Regions from separate parts of the Gossypium hirsutum genome. Here regions 1 and 3 are each linked to region 2. The links are chromatin contacts, called in public Hi-C maps. All regions are on one chromosome and are shown on one strand. Each heading gives the region's core, a stretch centred on a gene start, on an enhancer-like site or on the middle of the called end of the contact. The rest is flanking DNA. Distances are from core to core; before and after follow the strand shown.

Region 1 (3,239 bases), core at 523-3,022, 190 kb after region 2:
TAGTATGATAGGCTCGATATCATATAATCAAAAGAAATTTGGGTTTCATGCACAATTATTAAAGATGTTTTATTTGGGTTGATTTTAATTTGGGAACATAAAATAAAATTTTAAGATTTAAAAGACTAAATTAATTAATTTCAATATTATAGTAACTAATCGGTTGACACTATCAATGGATAAAAAATTTTCAATAACTTATTTAATTGATTTTGATGTTTTGAAATTTAAAATTTCAATATTGAAAAAAAATAGAACTTTCAGCAAGGGGTAAATAAGTACAATTTGACAATTTTTAAAGTATTATTTTAATTTCTACTGCTTTTTCACTTTAACCCTTAATGTTTCTTACCTGATCAATATTTAAATTTTTTTTGAGTGACCAAAATGAAAGTGTAAACATGGTGTGTCGTGTACAAGTTAACCGTTGTTTAGAGACTTAAAGGTCGAGTGACTAAAATGAAAGCGCCTAAAAGTTGAGTAACGAAATTGGAAGGATTTCATTTTGGGTAACCAAAATGAAAACGCGCTAAAAGTTGGGTGACTAACTTGGTAATTTACCCTTAATTTATAAAAAAAAAAACAGTTTGTCATATCAATTTAGTAAATATGGCTGCAAAAATCAAACTCCCATTAAATATAGTACTAAAAATTAGGTTAACTATATATCATAAAGCAATCAATGAAATCCAAAAAGTAGGGGGGAAATGACTACAATCCTGCAGCATTTTTCATACACACAATGGAGACTCTAATCCCAAGGGGGGCTAAAACCCTTTTTCCATTCAAAAAGAATAAGGGATAATGATAAGGTTCCATCCCAATCAAGATATGGATCAGCACCAAACAACAAATTAAGTCATTGGTCAGTTGTAATATAAGAAAAAGTAGAATAAGATAGGGTTTGATATGTTAATCCAAAATCCAGTGCAAGGCATTGGCAATGAGTAGTCATTCCTTCTTTCTTTGTTTTTTAAGGTGATTGTGGCTCAAAAGTGCATGAATGAGTAGAAGAAGTGGCAACAGTTTTTTTATCGTTGGGGTTGGGAAAGTAGTAGTTTTGTTCTTAGAGGCTTTCATTTTATGGGCCTACCCTAATTAATCGAAAGATTTCAATCATCATTTCTTTTAAGGATTACATTAGATTTTAGTATATCAATTTTGACTACGTTAATCAATGTTACTTTTTCTCTAAACAAAAGCTTCTTTTTAGTATAAAAGGGAGTGGGGGAACTATTGAACCAAGGGGGAGTAAATGTTGAAGGATCAAAAATCAGAAATGGCCTACAAAAGTTGCCGACATAGTCAGCAGCATTAGTACATATAGAAGAGAAAACAAGGGGGAGCCGAAGAGTTGGGTCAGTGGGCTTTAAGGATATGTATACAACGCCCATACCCACGTGAAGATTGTCGCACAAATTTCATTATTCTAGAGTTTGAACAGTAACAGAGGAAGCCCAAGGAAACCATCCATGAGCATGGGCTGTTGGTTGCTACATGTGAAGAAAATCCATGGACCCAACATCTGCCACAATATGATTTATATTTATTTCTGATGGTCATAGTGTTAAGCCAAATAAATAAAGTTAGTACTACATAACTAATAAATTTGGGTTTGCAGGAAAAAAAGTAAAAAAAAAATCATTATATTACAACCTAATTTTTGAAATTTTGTTGGATAAACAAACTAAATCGATCAAGTGAATGGCTGAATTTGATGTAGCACAAACTTTACGTCCCATTAATGGGCCACCATAAAGAAAATATCTGGAGTCTTCAACAGTGCATGCATTCTTTACTTTGTTTTCAGGGATTATATATAATTTAGCCCCTGAATTTGTCTATTTGTACCTAGTTGGTCCATAAAATTTTTTTACCTATACATGAACTTGCATTCCGTCAACCAGGTCAGTACATCTGCATTAACAACGTTAGTTTGTGTTGACTTGACACTGTTAGACAACTAGTGGTGCCACATGACAGCCTTTTAGAATGTCACGTGACAAACATAAATTTAAAAAAAATAAAAACTATATTTATGTTTGCACATGATGTTTCGAAAAATTGCCACCTAATTAAAACCATATTTCAACTTCAACATCCAAATAGCCTTAAGCCTTTAGTTAAATAATACAATTGCAAGCATTTGATAATTCAATTATATAAAAAATTATATCTTAGGACATTGCTAGTATAATGAAATAATGAGTTCATCTCTCATATATAAACTCGTCATTTTTCTACCAAACCTATCTCCTACAACCATTTTATGTGACTCATTATCTAGTGGCTTTTTACCCCAACCAAGGATGAACCACCATAACTCCATCTCTTCCTCTTTGTTAATCTCACTAATTAATAATTTCAAATCTTTTTATAATCATATATCTCTAACATATTTTTTAATTAATGCATGAAATTAAATCGATTATTTTACCAGATTTGGTTTTGTATTTTCTAGATTTTTTTAGTAGCTCCAATTATTTTTATTTTTAAAGTGTACATTCATGTTGATGCTTTTTTAATGTTGTTTCTTATATTAACAATGTTGGGTTATTATGCCAAAATCTATATTTTTATAAAACATATAATGTGATATTTGAATTTTTTTAAAAATGTGTTTTTATTATGGTACGTTTTATGAAAGTATAAGTTAGACATTTTCAAAATACAAGTATCACATTAGATGTTTTATGAAAATACAGATACTAAATATCACTTTCTCCGTTCAATTAATTATGTGATACTTTTAGTCTTGAAATTTTAATCTTCAATTTTTATAATAATAATTACTTTGATATTAATAATAATGGTTGAAACCTTTTTGAAAATCGACTTTTTATTTTAAAATGAAAATGGAGTCGTCTCCAATCCTTTTTATTTAGGTGTGATTGAATCACTCAAAACTTGGTCATTTTAATAAAATGTTAGATTTATTAAAACGATAATTTTCGGTCTACAAAATCCAGGAAATGAGTTCGGGAGTCGGTTGCATATGAGGAAGGGTTAGCACCCTCATAACCACCAAAATTGGTACCTAGTTGATCACTTAATGTTTTGATGTCGAAAATTGAAAATTCGAAGAGAATTTAAAATACGATCCCTCTTTGCATGATGTTTTTTTTAATTAAAATATCGCTTAACTAAATTAAATTCTACTAAAAGGCCTTACTTCAAGTTAATCGAGAAGAAATGATCATGCCCCGTAAGTTAGGACACGATGTTTTGAATCCTCGAAA
Region 2 (3,034 bases), core at 56-2,555:
ACAATATAGGAGAGAGGACTGTAGATATTGGATTAAATTTAAAAAAAAGTCTCCAACTCCAACTCCAGCTGAGCTGAGTTTTAATTAATTAAAAGAAGTGAGAGGTTGTGACTCCTGATTCAAAGGAAGGGTCGCCAGTGCCCCATACAATCTTGCAGGGATATTGAAGTCGAAAATGAAAGAGTTTGATGATTCTATGTTATCATCTGTTGGGGATAAAGATAAAAGTGGTTTTAAGGTTATCCCTACCATGTGCCCATCTTTTCTTTTTCTCCTCCTAACATGAGTATTAATTATATGATTGATTTCCTTTTTATTTACATCAAACAAGCCATTCTACAGAGGATGCTAATGGAGAAAGCATGAATTTGGGAAGTCTATTTTGGACAAGGAGCGGAGTGGTTCATTATTAAAAAAAGAGAATGGTGTAGCCATCATGGATCCCACATGCGTCTAATCTTCCACTTGAAAGCTATGACCGGCTCTGATATTAGCGACGTTAAAGCCTTTGATTGTTGATAATGGACCAAGAGGCCAGGGTGTGTATGGCTGGCTGGCTGACTCAAATCCTCAAAATACTCATCACGCGTCTGTCTTCTGTGGGATTTATACACAACTTATATATAATTTTGTGTATAATTAGTATTTTAATAATTTCACCCTTATATTTTATGTTCAATAATGTATACCAAATTTTGAGTCAATTAAAATTGTATAATAAAATATTTTAATGTGATGAAATATTGACTATTAAATATATAATGATAAATACCATATTTTAATTGGTATGATAAAGATATTGGATTAGTTCAAAATCTTTAAGGAGAGGATAAATACAATTATTATTAATTGAGTTGTTATAATATAAAGGTAAAAAGAAATTTATAATCTCTCCCAATTTTAAAATTGAACAAATTGGTCATTCTAAAAAAATTAGAGTTATTTAATCTCTGTTAATTTGATCCTAATTTAACAAATTTATTGATTTTTTTAAAAATGAAGGCCCAAATGACAAATAATATAAATATTGAAAGTTAAATTTATTATTATACGAATTAAAATTATGTATAATTGATAGAAGACATTAATGCCGTGATTATTGTACCTTTAAGAATCCACAATGATAAAATGGCTCCAACTTTCTTTTACTAAATATAAATTATGTAAATCAACCTATCTTATTTTATGTAAATCAAGTTTGGTTATAAAACTGGAACTTTAATAATAGAATTGTTCATACGTGATTGATACCCTACCCATAATAATAAAATGTATTGTGGGGGGATGTTGGGTCATCCTATGAAGCCTTTCCTTCCAAAGCCACCAATAAATGAAAAGCCCATTATTAGGAACCCACTGTTAGCTCAGAAATTTAGAACCCAAAGGCACAGTATAGAATGTGATGATGTGAGCAAAGGAAAGCGGTAGACCAGGTCCAGCGCATGCCAGAAGTACCATTTGGCATTCGGCGTTGCGATGCTAACTGCTAACCGAGAGACACTGCTCATCAGCTCCATGAGTCATTGCTGTTCACTACTCTCTCGTCGTTCTCTCACGTCAATGCTCCCCCCCTCCCCCTGACCTTGCTTCCTTCATCTCTGCTTCCTTCAATTACCTTAATGGATCCTAATCTTTCAAAGTTCCCCATTTTGTCCTACATCTTCTCCCAACAAGATCCTTACAATTACCCATCACTCCCTCCCCAAATCCGCCAGGATTTACTCACCCGTTTCCCCCATTTACCCGATCCATCAATCCTTGCTTCACTTTCCCGATCCATCCCCACCTCCGTCACCCAAACCCATTCCCTCCTACGCTCCCTAGGACCTCGGCCCGATCCATCAGCTGTCTCCGCCGCTCGTTCCAAGATTACCCACATTCAAGAAACCCAATCTTCCTTACAGGAGGCCGACATATATAAGACCGTGCTTAGATTGGAAGGCTTGCACGAGGATTATGAGAGACAGTTGACTGAGGTGGAGGAGAATCTGGGTCGTCTGTATTGCTCAGCTGTCGAGCAAATGAACGGCGATGATGAAGTAAATGAGGATGTTGTGAGGATATTGAAAGAAGCTGAGAATGGGGTGGTTGAAAGAGTTGAGCTTTCTGGAAGACAGTTGAGGCTATTGCCTGAGGCCTTTGGTAAACTTTACGGTTTGGTTTATCTCAATCTTTCCAATAACCAGATAGAGGTATTATATGTTTATTTTCATTATCTTTTCTTCTGTTTATGCCAAATTGATCCCAAGGCTTGATGAAATTGCGAAAGCTGTGATGTTTAAACTAAGAACTATAGTAGCCACGTTATGTTCCTTGGATCAACACTATCCCAATTGATAAACTAAATACTTGGATTCTTTCCTTTTTCGCTATTCAATTAAAATTGCTTTATCTCCTGTTCTAAAAGTATGGCGTATTTCATGAGACTGAGGGTATTGGTATTTTTTCTCTGTTTTGCACAAAGAACTGCTGCTTATGGTCTTCACTACTTTACATATGTAAATTGTTTAACTGTATGGGTAGATGCTTATGTACTAGTGTTTTTGTGCTTGAGAACCAGGTCATTCCTGATTCGATTGGAGGACTAAAGAAACTTGAGGAGCTTAATGCATCCTCCAATCATTTGCAACATCTGCCTGACTCCGTTGGTTTGTTGCTTAATCTGAGGATCCTCGATGTCTCGGGAAACAAGCTAAATGCCCTCCCGGAAAGCATTGCACGATGCAGGTATTGTACTATTTTTTGTTCACTCTTGTACTACTTTTGTTCTCAAATTACTGTTCCAGGAGTGAAATGCAAAAACCAATCCTGATAAAGTAGGAATGAGTAAAACGTATCTGTTTTGAAAGCCAAACGTGTCCCCTTGCCAGTAAAAGGAGTTTGTCAGTCTATTAATCTAATTAGTCCCGATGCTACACAAACCCCCTGTTTTAACAAATTAAACCCTAAACCATTAGAGCAAAAAAGAGCCGTAAATTCTAGCTAAACATCTGTATTCATCAAAAAAAAAAATCTTCTCTTTCTCTAATGTAGA
Region 3 (2,773 bases), core at 8-2,507, 150 kb before region 2:
TTAATTTGAAAAAAAAAGTCATATTCTTTGCATAAATTCAATTTAATTTTGATAATATCAATCAATTTATGTAACAACTCATTTTCAGTGAAATCGAAATAGTGGTTTTGAGACCACAAATTTGATGAGTAAATTATTATTTTATTATTATTTTAATTTATATGGAATTATAGTAAGGTCGTATTAAAATTTCGTTAAGAAAATTTGATGTTTGCTTAATTAATTAAGTAAAAAAGACTAAACAGTAAAATATGAAAAAGTTGAGTTCTATTAGCTAAAGAAGTCTAATAGGCATGGAATCTTAAACTAAAGGAATTAAATGGTAATTAGACCATTTGATTAGTTAGTGGATTTATATGGATTAGGTTTTATTGCAATTTTGATAGTTTTTAAAGTGCGAAAAGGTAGATGAATAAATAAAACTAAAATAAACTAAGAAAACATGTTCATCTTCTTCATTTCTTCCTATCACCATCGAAATTCATCATTTAAGGTTAGGTCTAGGTTCGTCCAAGCTTCTTTTAGTGCATCTAAGTGATTCTGAGCCCCGTTTTTAATGATTTTTATGTTTTTGAGTTTGTTGTAGCATAATCTAGCTAGCCCAAGGGTCAATTTGTAAAACCGTTAAAGCTTAAGGGTTATGCCATGGATGTTTTTGAATAGTTTGTGATTTTAAACGATGGATTATGAATCTTTGTTGAAAATTAAACAAGTTTTGTTAAAAGATTTTTGATGAATTTTGGAATTATGGACTAATTTGTTAAAGGTATAAATTCTAGGGTTTGTTTGTGAAATGATGGTAAATAAGAGTTTTTTTAAGGTCCCTTGCATGTTTGATTAACATGGATTTAGATTAAAATAGTTAGATTTTAAATTATAAGCTTAAGGACTAAATTATAAAAAGTTAAAATGTTAGGGATAAATTAGTAATTTTATATAAATGGTGAATTATGAATTGAATTGAAGTTTGAGGTTAATTGAAGTACTTAATTAAATATAATTATCTATTTAGATCAAGATAAACCTCAACCAGAATACCATTTTAGTATTTAAATATTATTTTTTATATTATTTAAGTAAAAAAAACCCCTTTATTCTAATTCTAATATATCCAAACAATTTTAAAATAACAATATAAATATTTAAAATATTAAAATAATGGTAAAAAAGGTTGAGCAAGAATAAAGCGTAAAATATTAACTTTGTTTTCGCCCTTAAGAAAAAGAATAAAAACATTGTATTAAGGAGTTGATCATGTTTTGCAAAATCATTTTATACCAAAGGAATGTTAGACCGAAATAAAGTCATATGTAGCAAAAAAAACCAAAACATTTGATGGTAGGAAAAATTATCGATAAAATTTATAATAAAAAAAAAGTCGTTTCGGTAATTTTTTAAAAAGATAGTGTAATTTCTGAAATGTTTTTTTTTCAACATATTTACATAAATTGCCCGGATTTAATTTTATTTTTAAATTCGAATAGAAATTTATACCGTTTCAGAGTAAGTTTAGATAGGCGGTGCATTTACCTGCGGTTAGTGTAAAAACAGCGGTGACGGTAAAATTAGATACTATAGCAATACTGTAGCGTGAGACAAAAAATAAACTAAACACACCGTACTGCACCTAATCGTCCATCCAAACCCTACCTCAATCTCCAACCACAGCATTCTTCTAGCCAAACATATAATCTATATATATCTTGGCCGATTGCTCTTTGTGCTCTCCTATGGCTATGGAGGACGCTGAGCAACCGCTTCTTTCCCCTCGGCTAGTCGGCGAGGACAGCCACCACCAGGAGCAGTTACTTTCTAGACCATCAAACACCACCTTCACGCCCGGCATCGATGACATCCCACCGATCAACGGCGTCCGTGACTTCTTCAGAGAATACCTGATAGAGTCCAAGAAGCTCTGGTTCCTTGCTGGCCCCGCCATCTTCACATCTCTCTGCCGATACTCCCTCGGCGCTATCACTCAAGTCTTTTCCGGCCAAGTTGGCACTCTAGCTCTTGCCGCCGTCTCCGTGGAGAATTCAGTCATCGCCGGTTTCTCCTTTGGCGTCATGGTAAATCTGTAAATTAAATTTCCTTTGTTAATAGTTTTAGTTTTGTTAGCTTAGTTACAAATAACAGTAATCACACAATACTTGATTAAAACTTGAATAGCTTGGGATGGGAAGTGCACTCGAAACTTTATGCGGCCAAGCATTTGGAGCAGGGCAGGTTGATATGTTAGGGGTGTACATGCAAAGATCATGGGTCATCCTCAACTCAACGGCTTTGATGTTAAGCTTGTTATACATATTTGCGGCAAAATTTTTGAGGGTAATAGGCCAAACAGAAAGCATATCGAAGGCGGCCGGAATGTTTGCAATATGGATGTTGCCTCAACTGTTTGCTTACGCGTTCAACTTTCCGATGGCGAAGTTCTTACAGGCGCAGAGCAAGATCATGGTGATGGCGGTGATAGCTGGAGTGGCGTTGGTTCTGCACACTGTATTAAGCTGGCTCTTGATGCTAAAGCTGGGATGGGGCCTAGTGGGTGCAGCCGTTGTTTTAAATATGTCGTGGATTTTCATTGTTGTGGCTCAGTTTTTGTACATAATTAGCGGTGCATGTGATCGGACTTGGACCGGCTTCTCTGGGAAGGCATTTCAACATCTGTGGGGTTTTGTTAGATTGTCTTTAGCTTCAGCAGTAATGCTCTGGTAAGTCACCTAGGCAGAAAACTTAAAATCACTTTTAAAAATGAATTAGGTCTTTTTATTTT

The links. Hi-C and Micro-C count contacts between places; a contact is called where the count stands out from the background.
Region 1: a contact with region 2 is called in a Hi-C map of leaf, with 3 times the contacts expected there. The contact joins the enhancer-like site here to the promoter of LOC107909706 in region 2. A contact is called at or near these places in 4 of 34 Hi-C or Micro-C datasets (all in leaf).
Region 3: a contact with region 2 is called in a Hi-C map of leaf, with 2.0 times the contacts expected there. The contact joins the promoter of LOC107909698 here to the promoter of LOC107909706 in region 2. A contact is called at or near these places in 6 of 34 Hi-C or Micro-C datasets (anther, callus, hypocotyl and 1 more).

Annotation. Positions count from the first base shown.
Region 1 is chrD02:59,880,989-59,884,227 of Gossypium_hirsutum_v2.1, reverse strand. No RefSeq gene overlaps it. Among protein-coding and RNA genes, the nearest start is that of LOC107909708, 15 kb to the left of the region's middle. Within about 2 kb of position 1,772, at least 4 of the 9 cell types and tissues checked have an H3K27ac peak or open chromatin away from gene starts, as enhancers often do. A contact at or near this core is called in leaf, where this site is marked.
Region 2 is chrD02:60,070,310-60,073,343 of Gossypium_hirsutum_v2.1, reverse strand. LOC107909706 (plant intracellular Ras-group-related LRR protein 3) reads left to right here and starts at 1,305. Exons shown (of 3, transcript XM_016837337.2): 1 at 1,305-2,192; 2 at 2,561-2,727. The coding sequence starts at 1,620. It overlaps LOC107909705, which reads left to right. Exons shown (of 4, transcript XM_041088915.1): 4 at 1-741.
Region 3 is chrD02:60,217,304-60,220,076 of Gossypium_hirsutum_v2.1, reverse strand. LOC107909698 (protein DETOXIFICATION 29) reads left to right here and starts at 1,257. Exons shown (of 8, transcript XM_016837325.2): 1 at 1,257-2,069; 2 at 2,170-2,711. The coding sequence starts at 1,731.